2 separate regions of the Anser cygnoides genome follow, and region 2 is linked to region 1. The links are chromatin contacts, called in public Hi-C maps. All regions are on one chromosome and are shown on one strand. The core of a region is the stretch at or near the end of the contact, and the rest is flanking DNA. Distances in the headings are between cores, read along the strand shown.

Region 1 (4,811 bases), core at 1,595-4,094:
ATCAATATTGCCCAGAAAGAGCACCAGATTACCAGCATACTCAGCACTGCAGCACTGCAAGGGGGGCAGGCTGTGTTCACGTACCCCCTTCTGGGAGGCTGTTCTGCGTGGGGAAACGCAGCTCTGCGTTTCCTCTCTCCTCCTCAGAAGGGACCACGGAGGCAGATATGTGTTAAACTCAGTGGTGTGTTATCAGCCATGTCGTTCAACGACAGACTCACAAAGCTGTTGGCCTGCAGCCAGCATGGACCTAGCGTGCAGAGGAGGGTATGCCACAGGCTGGAATCAGCCACAAAAGGTTATGTAGCTGAACATCTGTGGTGATCTCACCTCTCATTTGATGGGAAACCAATGTAAGTGTGTTGTTGCCTGTAAGGGAAAGCAGTGCTGTGAATTTTTGTGAGCTGGGAAAGTGGCTCATGGAAGGACCTTATCCCCTCGTGCCCCTAAGTGACAAACGCAGCAAGAGCCACAGCAGCTTTCACAGCTGCCCTGAGGGCATCCCTGGTATGTACTGTGACTGCAGCCACTTCTCAAGGCACTGCTGAACCTAAAATCTTGTCCTCCGGTTTTTGGGAGCCCTACGCAAGGACCAGCTGGGGCATCCCCTCCCAGAGGGTTGTTGCCACTTCAGTTGGCACAGGGGTGCAAGGTGCTCGGTGCTGCCGCAGAGGATCCCTTTGAGGCTGCATATTGACTTGCTGTGTCATGGAGCTGCTTCACAGTATCCTGATGTACTTTTTAAAGGCCTTGGTTCACCTTTTGTCCTTGATTTTCTTGTAAACCTATTTCAGAGGCTTAATCTTAGCCCAGGCCCCACTGTGGTCTGTGCACTAGCGGCCTCATAACTGGATTTACTGTATTACAGGAATGAAGCTTCACTTGACTTTTTCTCCCAGAGCTCTAGAAAGGAGAACATTCACCCCAGCGGTTTGTTGCTCACCATTTCATCAAATCCATACAGGCCAGCGGAAAAATGATCACAGGAGATGGTATTTTTGGGGGGGGGGGGGGAAGCACTCAAAGATTATTTTGAGTCATACAAAATGTTCTGGTTTAGTAGAGCAAATTATCTATACTGATTTTGATTTTCAAATATCAACTTAGTTTGTAAGTAAAAAAAATAAAAATCATAATTTGTTTAATTCTATCAAATTATTATTATTAAAAAAAACCTGCTTTGATATTTTGTTGAACTTGACTTTTGTAATTTTGAAGACACAGCATTTTCCAGTGGAGATGGTCAGAACAATTTTGCCCAGCTGTTCTCATTACTCTTATGATAAAATGTGCTAATGTTAGCTAGCATACCCTACTACAGCATAGATAAAATTGCAAGGGCAGATGGGAAGTCTTCAGCTATAAGTATTCTTTATCGTGTGAAGTCAAAGATCCTCAGGCAAACATAGCTAGAGCCAGCAAATCTCCCAGAGGGCTAAAATCCCAGCTGAGTCTCAAATTCACTGTGCAGGAGAGAAATGGCTGTAATCTGCTAACGAAAGCAGATGTACAAGAGTCATTCTGGCAGCTACATCTGTCATGCCTCCTCCACCCCACCCCGCCTTGTTAAACTGTCTCGTCTTTCTAGTCATATGTGCTTTTCTCATAGATGACAAAAATAGGCAAGCAAAAAATGTCAGTCACACTAAATTTATTCCTTGGGACAGTTGTTCTTTCCTTGTTTTATGTCCCAGGCTTACTGAGTCCTAATGGTCCCTCAGCATCTAAGGAAAGGCTTTTGTAATGTTGGCCAAACAGTGTTTGGCCTTTGTAGGCTTTTGTAATTTTGGCCAACAGGATTCCTTGGGGCACGTTCCAGCCCTGTGGCTCTCTCCCACAGTGTCCCTTGGGCTGTGCATGTATGGGAATGGTACCAAGAAGAAATGCACATCCTGTCCCTGCACCATACGGCCCTTCTGTATCCCCTCACTTCACACGTGACAGGAGGGTGCTGGAGAAGCTGTGGTCTCGCACTGTGTTCCTAGTATTGGAAGAGGGGTGTTCAAGGAAAGGTTGGACCTGGCACTTAGGGACATGGTTTAGTGGGTGACATTGGTGGTAGGGTGACGGTTGGACCAGATGATCTTGGAGGTCTCTTCCAACCTTAATGACTCTGTGATTCTACGAGGGAAATGGCAATTAGAGGCTTAATAGCACCGAGGAGACTGATGTTCCTCCAACCCCATCACAAACAGGCATGGGCTTTGGGGTTTTGGTTCCATTCTGAAGAGCCCAAGCCAGCATGAGCTATGCTCAGAAATTAAAATTGTACTTTGCTAAAGCTGGTGAGCAATTCTGACTTGACCCTTGTGAAGAGAGAGCACGCTGCCCCAGCTTTTGCTTTGCTCCTTTGTGGCAACAAGTCTGAAAAGGGCCGGAAAGCATTGGTGCCCTCGAGGAAAAAACACTGCTGCCAGGCTTCATCCCCAGCAAGACCAAGCAGCGTGGGCCCGTGGGATGTTCCCCACAGCACGCCTCAGCCCACGGGTGCTTCTGCTGATACTGGGCGGTTCAAGACCAGACCTGTGGGGCTGATTTGCAGCCGCGGGTGCTTTTGTCAGCCTCCAAACCTATCCCAGGGCACTGAAGCCAAACAGCTCTTTCCGTGAATGCTCTTCCCACGGACAGAGAGCTGCCCGATGCCTTTCAGCATGGGGCAGACCACATCGGAGGACATTTAGGGCACCCACCGGCCGCAGCCCCCACACCTGAGGGGCTGCCCTGGGGGCTCTGCGCCATCTCCGTCCTGGCTTTGTCGCCTCCCGCCGCCAGGCGGTGCCCTGTGCCCGGCGGGGGAAGGCTGAGGAGGAGCCGGGGCGGAGCGGCGCCTCCCTCGCCCCCTTCCCTCCCTCCCCTCTGGAGCCGGGCCGAAGCCGCCTCACAAAATGGCGCCGCCCCATCTCGGGGCGCGCCCGGAGTAAAGATGGCGGCGGCGCCGCTTCATTCCTTTCCCTGTGGCCCTCGGGAGCGATGGCGGCTCGCAGCGCCGTGTGGCTGGGCGACCAGGTAACGGCGGTGCTCGCCCATCCCCGGCCCCGTGTGCCCGGCAAGGGGGGGGCGTGCGGTGGCGGTGGGCTGCCCGGGGAGGGAAGAGCCCGGCGGGGTGCGGGAGCTTGGGGTGGCTGTAGGCGCTGACCTGTGGCCGGCCGGCAGGTGGAGCGGGTGGTCTGCCCCTACGACAGCCATCACCGGGTGCCCCGGGCGTCGCTGGAGAGGCATGCGGCGTCCTGCCGCCTCCGCAAGATGGGCTACTCCGACGAGGAGCAGGTGGGCTGCTGGTTACGGGGGGCACCCGCAGTGTGGGAGGGATTGGGGGGGGTAATGGGGGCTTTTGGGGATGGGGGTGGACTGGGGAGAGTGGGGGGTAACGGGGGCTTTTTGGAGTGGGACTGCGGAGAGAGTGCGTAGTGGGGGCTTTTGGGGGTGAAATTTGGTGCTGAAAGAGGCCCGGTGGCCCCCACGCACGGATCCTGCCCCACAAGGTGTAGCTGTGTCTGTGGATCCCCTTGGGGACCCCAAATGAGGGCCACGGGATGGAGGCTCAGCGGGCGGCTTTGGTGAGCTGGGGCTGCTGTGGTGGTGTGATCGAGTTGCCGTGTCCCGCAGGCGGAGATGTACGACTCCAGCTTCTTCTACGAAAACCTGAAGGTGCCCAGTGTTGCGATGGGTAAGTGTGTGGGTGGGCAAGGGAGTGCTTTGCTGCAGGGCTGAGGTTGGAAGGGGCTGCTGGAGGTCATCTGGTCCAGCTCCCTGCTCAAGCAGGGCCACCTAGAGCTGCATGCCCAGCACCACGTCCAAATGGCTTTTGAGCCTCTCCAAGGTGAGAGCCACCACAACCCCTCCGGGCAACCCGTTAACACCATCCTTGCTCCTGCAGGGTGGGAGCATGAGCCTGTGTGGAGCACACAAGGTGTGGCAGAGCCCACGTCTTCACACCAGCTTGCAGCACTGTGTTGCCCGTAAACTGTTCAAGACATCTTAGAAAAACCAAGTGTTTTCATTGCATAGATTTGTCTTGTCACTGTGCTTTACCTTAATTTACGTTATTCGTTTAACCTGTGTCATTGTGTAATTCTGCTCTGTAGGTCACTTGGCCATTTTTATAGTAAAACCCAAATAGAATCCTTTTTCTTTTTCTTCTTTGGTTATTTTCTAGGTTCTTCCTTACATCAAGTGCAGAAAGCGCATTAAAAAGCACTTTAATAAGGCAGAAACACTGGCCCTAGAGTTTGGACATACAGTAATGATACAGGAGAGAGTTCCAATATACATACATGTCTTTCCAGATCCCTGTAACCCAGAAATCCTTTTTTTTTTTTTTTTTCCCCCCCTCCCCATAGTTTGAATATGGAATAGATTAAAATACTTTTAGTGTAGACTCCCTTATGCATCAGTAAAACTGCAGTGTTCTATAAAATACCGTAAGCCTCATAATAGAGGTTGGGGAATAAAGACTGACCCTACCGAGTACTTGATGTAAAAGTTCTTCTCTATCTGCAGATAAAGATCTTCAGTTTCATATTGTTCAGCAAGCTAAAGCTCAAAGTGTGAAAGAAGGCATAGGCTACAGCGAAGGTAAGTAGCATGCAGGTATGGAGCTGATTTCTTCAGCTCTCCTGTGGAATTGCTGTGAAGAATCTTTTTAAATTCATTTTTAATATTCCTTTTTGTCTATATTTTGGGGCATAACTACTTTCTTTATTCAGGTCAACCAGGTAAAAGAATTTGAGTCTGTTGTACTCAAACTTATAGTTCTCTTCAGATGCAAAACTCAAGATTTTCCTAAAGCATTAGTCCTTTCCTTCCCATCC
Region 2 (4,811 bases), core at 1,355-3,854, 170 kb after region 1:
CATTGAATTTACACAGTTCAGAAGAAATAAATTTATTTTGTCAGTCTCAAATAGAATATATGTGTATATACACATTAGCGTTGCTAATAGTTTTGTTTGCTGTATGAAGAGAGGGTGCTCTGCTCACTAGTTCACCCGAACGTGCCAAATATGACAGAAAACAGAGCACAGGATATAGCTTGTCTTCGTGTACACAGTCTCAAGACTCAGATTTGAAACAAGCAAGGAGAACTAACTACTACTCAAAACACTCAAGTCCCAGAAACCACTGTTAAGACAGGTCTGCAAAGGAAGCTCTTACCATGTGTCATAAGATACTGTAATCATAAACTGCATTTTGCAAAAACAGGCCCACAGTAATTAAAAAAGAGAGATATCCATCTCCATATTTTTCTGTTTTAATTCTTGTGTCTTTCCTATAATTTTAGGTATGACCTCCACAATGATATCTTAAAAAGCTAATGCCTGAAGAGGGACAGACAAAAATTGTCCCAAGAAATATAACTGGGAAATGACACTGATGCTTATTTACTCCATACTATATAGCAAAAAAATTCTATAATGCAAATAGAAAGCAGAGTTTCATCCCTAAGATCTGAATTTATATTTGTAGAACCTGCAATGAGAAATGCACTTACGGAACCAATAACTATCCTATGAGTCTTATTGGGTAAAAAAAAAAAAAAAAAAAAATATCTAACATGTAGCTATTTTTAGAAAGTTTGCACTTGCTATGATGCAGAAATATTGAACAAAATAGGTACAATGAAATTTGATTTTGCAGCTGTTTAACTTCATGGCATTGCCCCTTTAGAGAACACGGGTTTCACAGTTTGTTATCCTGAGATGAGAGTCCACTGAGAAAGGAACCAAAATCAAAGAAACTTTAAAGAGCTTTCAGCAGCCACTCCAGTAACAAAAACAATTTAATAATTCATCAAAACATCAAGGATTTCTCCTTTCAGCTCTAAGTGTATCTATGGAAAATATAAGTAGTCAGAAATATTCACGTAGGTATGGGAAATATAATTATTTGCATATATTCTTTAAGTTTTTGTGAACTTACACTTTAGAGCCTAGTGTTGTCTTGGCTGTCTGGATCAGAGGCTCTGTGTTCTGTGGGTCAACTGGAAAGCTGTCGCTGATTTTGTCGAGATGCTCAACTGCAATGCGAGCTGCCTGCTCGTAACCATCCGCTATTCTGATGGGGTGAATCCCACGGTCCAGCAACTGCTCGGCCTGTTCCAACAGTGCTCCAGCCAGAACTGTAAAATAAGATTTTAAATAACGTTTACTCTCCCACAGATAGAGGCCTCCTGTATTACACAGTATCAAAAACTTAAAAAGTATACCTTTAGATTTATTCTGCAGTATTTTAACAGTTTGAGGTTTATTACGTAATAACTTCAATAATAATAATAATACCACCAATGCTCTACTTACTGACTAAGAAGACTGCATTTAGACCATAAAAGCACAGGAGACAAGGTGAGACAGTAAGATCACTATGGAATAAAATTATGCAAAGAGTTCTGAAAGTACAAAGAGGACTTCCAACACTAACTTCAAATGCAGCCATACTTGGAAAGAGACACAAAAGCATGTTTTGGATTAAAAAAACTCCTAATAGATGAACTGAAAAGAATACTGAATCGGTAAGTACTCTAAAAATGTGCTTCAGTAAAGCTACTTTCACTCCGTAAGTGTTTTCTTAAAATAGCTTAAGAAACTTAACTAGAAATGCCAAGTTAAATGTAAGATCTTTTCTTACCAACGACTCCAGTAGTTCCATCCCCAATCTCATCATCCTGAGATTTAGACAGCTCCACCATGAGTTTGGCGATCTGGTGGTCCACATCCATCATATTCAGGATGGTAGCACCATCATTGGTTACTGTCACCTCACCATCTTTGTCCACCATCATTTTATCCAAGCCTAAAGAAAGACATGCTCAGAACATGAGGCCAGAGCTGGAAACCCCTGAAAAAACAATTACTAAGGAGAAATAATTGAAGTGATTTATTACCGTTGGGCCCGAGGGATGTTTTCAGAGTATTTGCCACAGCCTTTGCTGCCATTATGTGAGACTATAAAAGAATAGAGAAGTTAAACAGTTATTGTGCATCCACAAATCGTAGTGTTAAGCTAACAAATATAGAGAAAAGCTATTATATTGTAATAGTAAGTATTGTAAATGTTATATTTTAAGTAGCAACATCCAACTATGACTGAAAACGGATCTACATACGCACATGGCTTTTATGCTAGATATTTCCGAAGCCTCTCCGTCACTTGCAGAGCGGAGGCTTACAGCAGAAGAGCTCACTTGCACATTTAAGGCTTACAGATTAAAACCGAGGGCAGGGGCCGCCCCCAGCCGCGTGTGGCGGCCATCCCGCAGCGGGGCGATGCCCGCTCCCTCAGGCAGGGCCCCGCCGCCGGCTCTCGGGCCCGCCCGCTCACCTTGAGCGCCTCCAGCCCCATGAGGCGCGTCTTGCGCTCCTGGTCCTTGAGGATGAGGAAGGGCCGCCCATACTCATCAAACGCCAGCGTCCCCATGGCCGACATGGCTGCGGCGGCTCCCAACGGCCCCCAACCGCTCCCAACGGCCACCCGAGCACGAGCCGCGCCCGCCCTGCACGCCGCGCCGTGACGCAACGCGCTCACCCGCCGGCGGCCCCGCGCCTGCGCAGAGCGCCTGGCCGCGACATATTTCACGGGGGGGGAACTTATGTGGCGCTCGCGGCGGAGCTTTCTGGAAGCGGCTGGGGCTCCGGGCGCTGCGCGGCGCTCGCGGCCCCGTCCACCAGCGCGGCGCGGGGGGGGGTGGGGAATGCGATCACGCACAATTCGGACGCCAGGCGGGCCGCAGCGAGGTGGAGGGAAGAGAATAAGGAAGCACAGCCCCGCCGCCGAAGAGTGCCGTGCGGATCTTCTCTGCAGCGTGAGCAGAAAGGTGCTCGCCGCCTTCCCTCATCCCCCCCCGCCGTAGTGGGGTGGTAGGGTCCTCCTCCATAAATAAGGCCGCTGAGGGTGGGGGGGCCTCATGGTGGGGGTCGAGGCAGGGGTTGGTTCGTGGACTGGGAAGTGGAAAGCGTCTTCTTGCTTTTTTCCCTTTTTCGTCATGAACAATAAACCTAATACCTCACTTTCTTGTATACAATAATTTAGCTTTTTATTTAACTTTTTTAAGTCCTAGGAATCAACTGAAGTGTTAAAGCACCCCCTCCTTGTGTTAACACCTGTCATGTTATGTCCTGTGTCGCCCATTAACCAAGCAATTGGTAAAGCCACTTGTTTGATAAAATTACCCTGTTAATCTTTGTGTGTAGGTATGGCGTCCAAAGCACTGGTGACCGAGAGCCCCGCTGCACTCGTGCAAGGAAGCCCTGAGGAGCGCACTAAGAGGAGGCAGTGGGGGCTGCTGGCGACGGGCGCTGTTGGCGGGGTGCTGGTGGCCCTGTACGCTGTGGTCACCCCCTTCCTGGCCCCAGCTCTCAGGAAGGTCTGTCTGCCCTTCGTTCCTGCCACCTCAACGCAGATCGAGAACGTCCTGAAAATGTTGCAGGGCAGAAGCGGCTCTCTAGCTGACATTGGTAGCGGGGATGGCCGTGTTGTAAGTTACAAACATCTCCTACCTTCTCTACCTCAGAAAAGTGGCAAATGCTCTACCCCTGGCCTCTGTTTTCTCATATTTACAAACGTTTTTCTTCACATCCATTTTTTTTTAACCGAGCTTTATGCAAAGGCACAAGCCTGAGAATGGTTTACATTTAGTTTAGGTGAAGAATCGATACTTTTGTTCCAGCCTTACTCTCAGCTTGACAAAGTAGTGTCCCAAATCATAACCTCATCTTGTTGCTTGGGAGGCACTGCACTGCATTCACATAAAAAGATGTAATTAAAGTATTGGCATTGTGTTTTCCAGAGAGCTGTATTCCACGTAGGTTTATAGCTGCAGTATGTGAGGCTGTGAGTTTAAATAACCCTCTGCTTTTGGAGCTACAGCTCTATGATTACTGCATAAAAGTGACAGAAGAACAAAAGAAGATGAGAAAGGAATGATGGATTACAAAAATAAATATCATGGTATCATTAAAACTCCAGTCTTAAAACCGTTGTGCACTGCTGGCTGTCCCTTTTCAAAATGAATGTGGTAAAACCAGAGCAATTGCAAAGCGGAATGGTAGGAAACACTGTGGAAAGGCTTCTCTGCTCTCAGCAGACTTTCAGTGCAGAAGCTAGTTCAAGGGTTTTTCTGTATGGAAATTAGGATATAAGATAGGTAATTTCACTGGCCTCGAATGTTTTTAGTGTTGTAACACCCGTTTTTCAATGTCAGTTTCTGGTCTTTATCATTATGTGGCAAAGTTAAGATTCATCCAATCCACTGCAAAATTATTTTAAGATTGAACTCAACAGCTTGCTGTGGAGTTTTGAGGCATAAATAGATTGAAAAAGAAGTTAGGGAGATCTGGGAAGAAGGCTCTGGATAGCCAAAGTGATGCTGTGCTTTCAGGGAATTGCTTGAAACTTCCCTTTGTCAAAAGCAGTGAGGGAGGGTGCTGCGTAGAATGGTGTGGGTTTTTTGTAGTTGTGGTGCTTTGCGTACTATTTTTAAAGTACCTGCTTCTAGTCCATTTCAGTAACAGGATGGTGCATTAAGTGGGTTGTTGACGGAAACAAGCAAGATCTTTCTTGAATACTGCCTTTGTCCATATTTCATGTGAATGATTTGACAATCTGTCCATGCTGCAGTTGGATTTGGACATCCAAATCTGTGAACAAATTGTGCTTAAGTAATGCCCAG

The links. A called contact is a pair of places that touch in the nucleus more often than the background predicts.
Region 2: a contact with region 1 is called in a Hi-C map of liver, with 2.2 times the contacts expected there. The contact joins the promoter of ATPSCKMT here to the promoter of SNRNP48 in region 1. A contact is called at or near these places in 2 of 7 Hi-C or Micro-C datasets (both in liver).

Annotation. Positions count from the first base shown.
Region 1 is chr2:87,212,950-87,217,760 of Taihu_goose_T2T_genome, forward strand. It overlaps SNRNP48 (small nuclear ribonucleoprotein U11/U12 subunit 48), which reads left to right and starts at 2,845. Exons shown (of 9, transcript XM_066992571.1): 1 at 2,845-3,006; 2 at 3,154-3,267; 3 at 3,607-3,667; 4 at 4,501-4,575. The coding sequence starts at 2,971.
Region 2 is chr2:87,380,476-87,385,286 of Taihu_goose_T2T_genome, forward strand. It overlaps ATPSCKMT (ATP synthase c subunit lysine N-methyltransferase), which reads left to right and starts at 2,605. Exons shown (of 5, transcript XM_048076402.2): 1 at 2,605-2,957; 2 at 3,334-3,617. The coding sequence starts at 3,336. CCT5 (chaperonin containing TCP1 subunit 5) reads right to left here and starts at 2,639. Exons shown (of 11, transcript XM_048076401.2): 1 at 2,465-2,639; 2 at 2,028-2,088; 3 at 1,772-1,936; 4 at 1,067-1,265. The coding sequence starts at 2,569.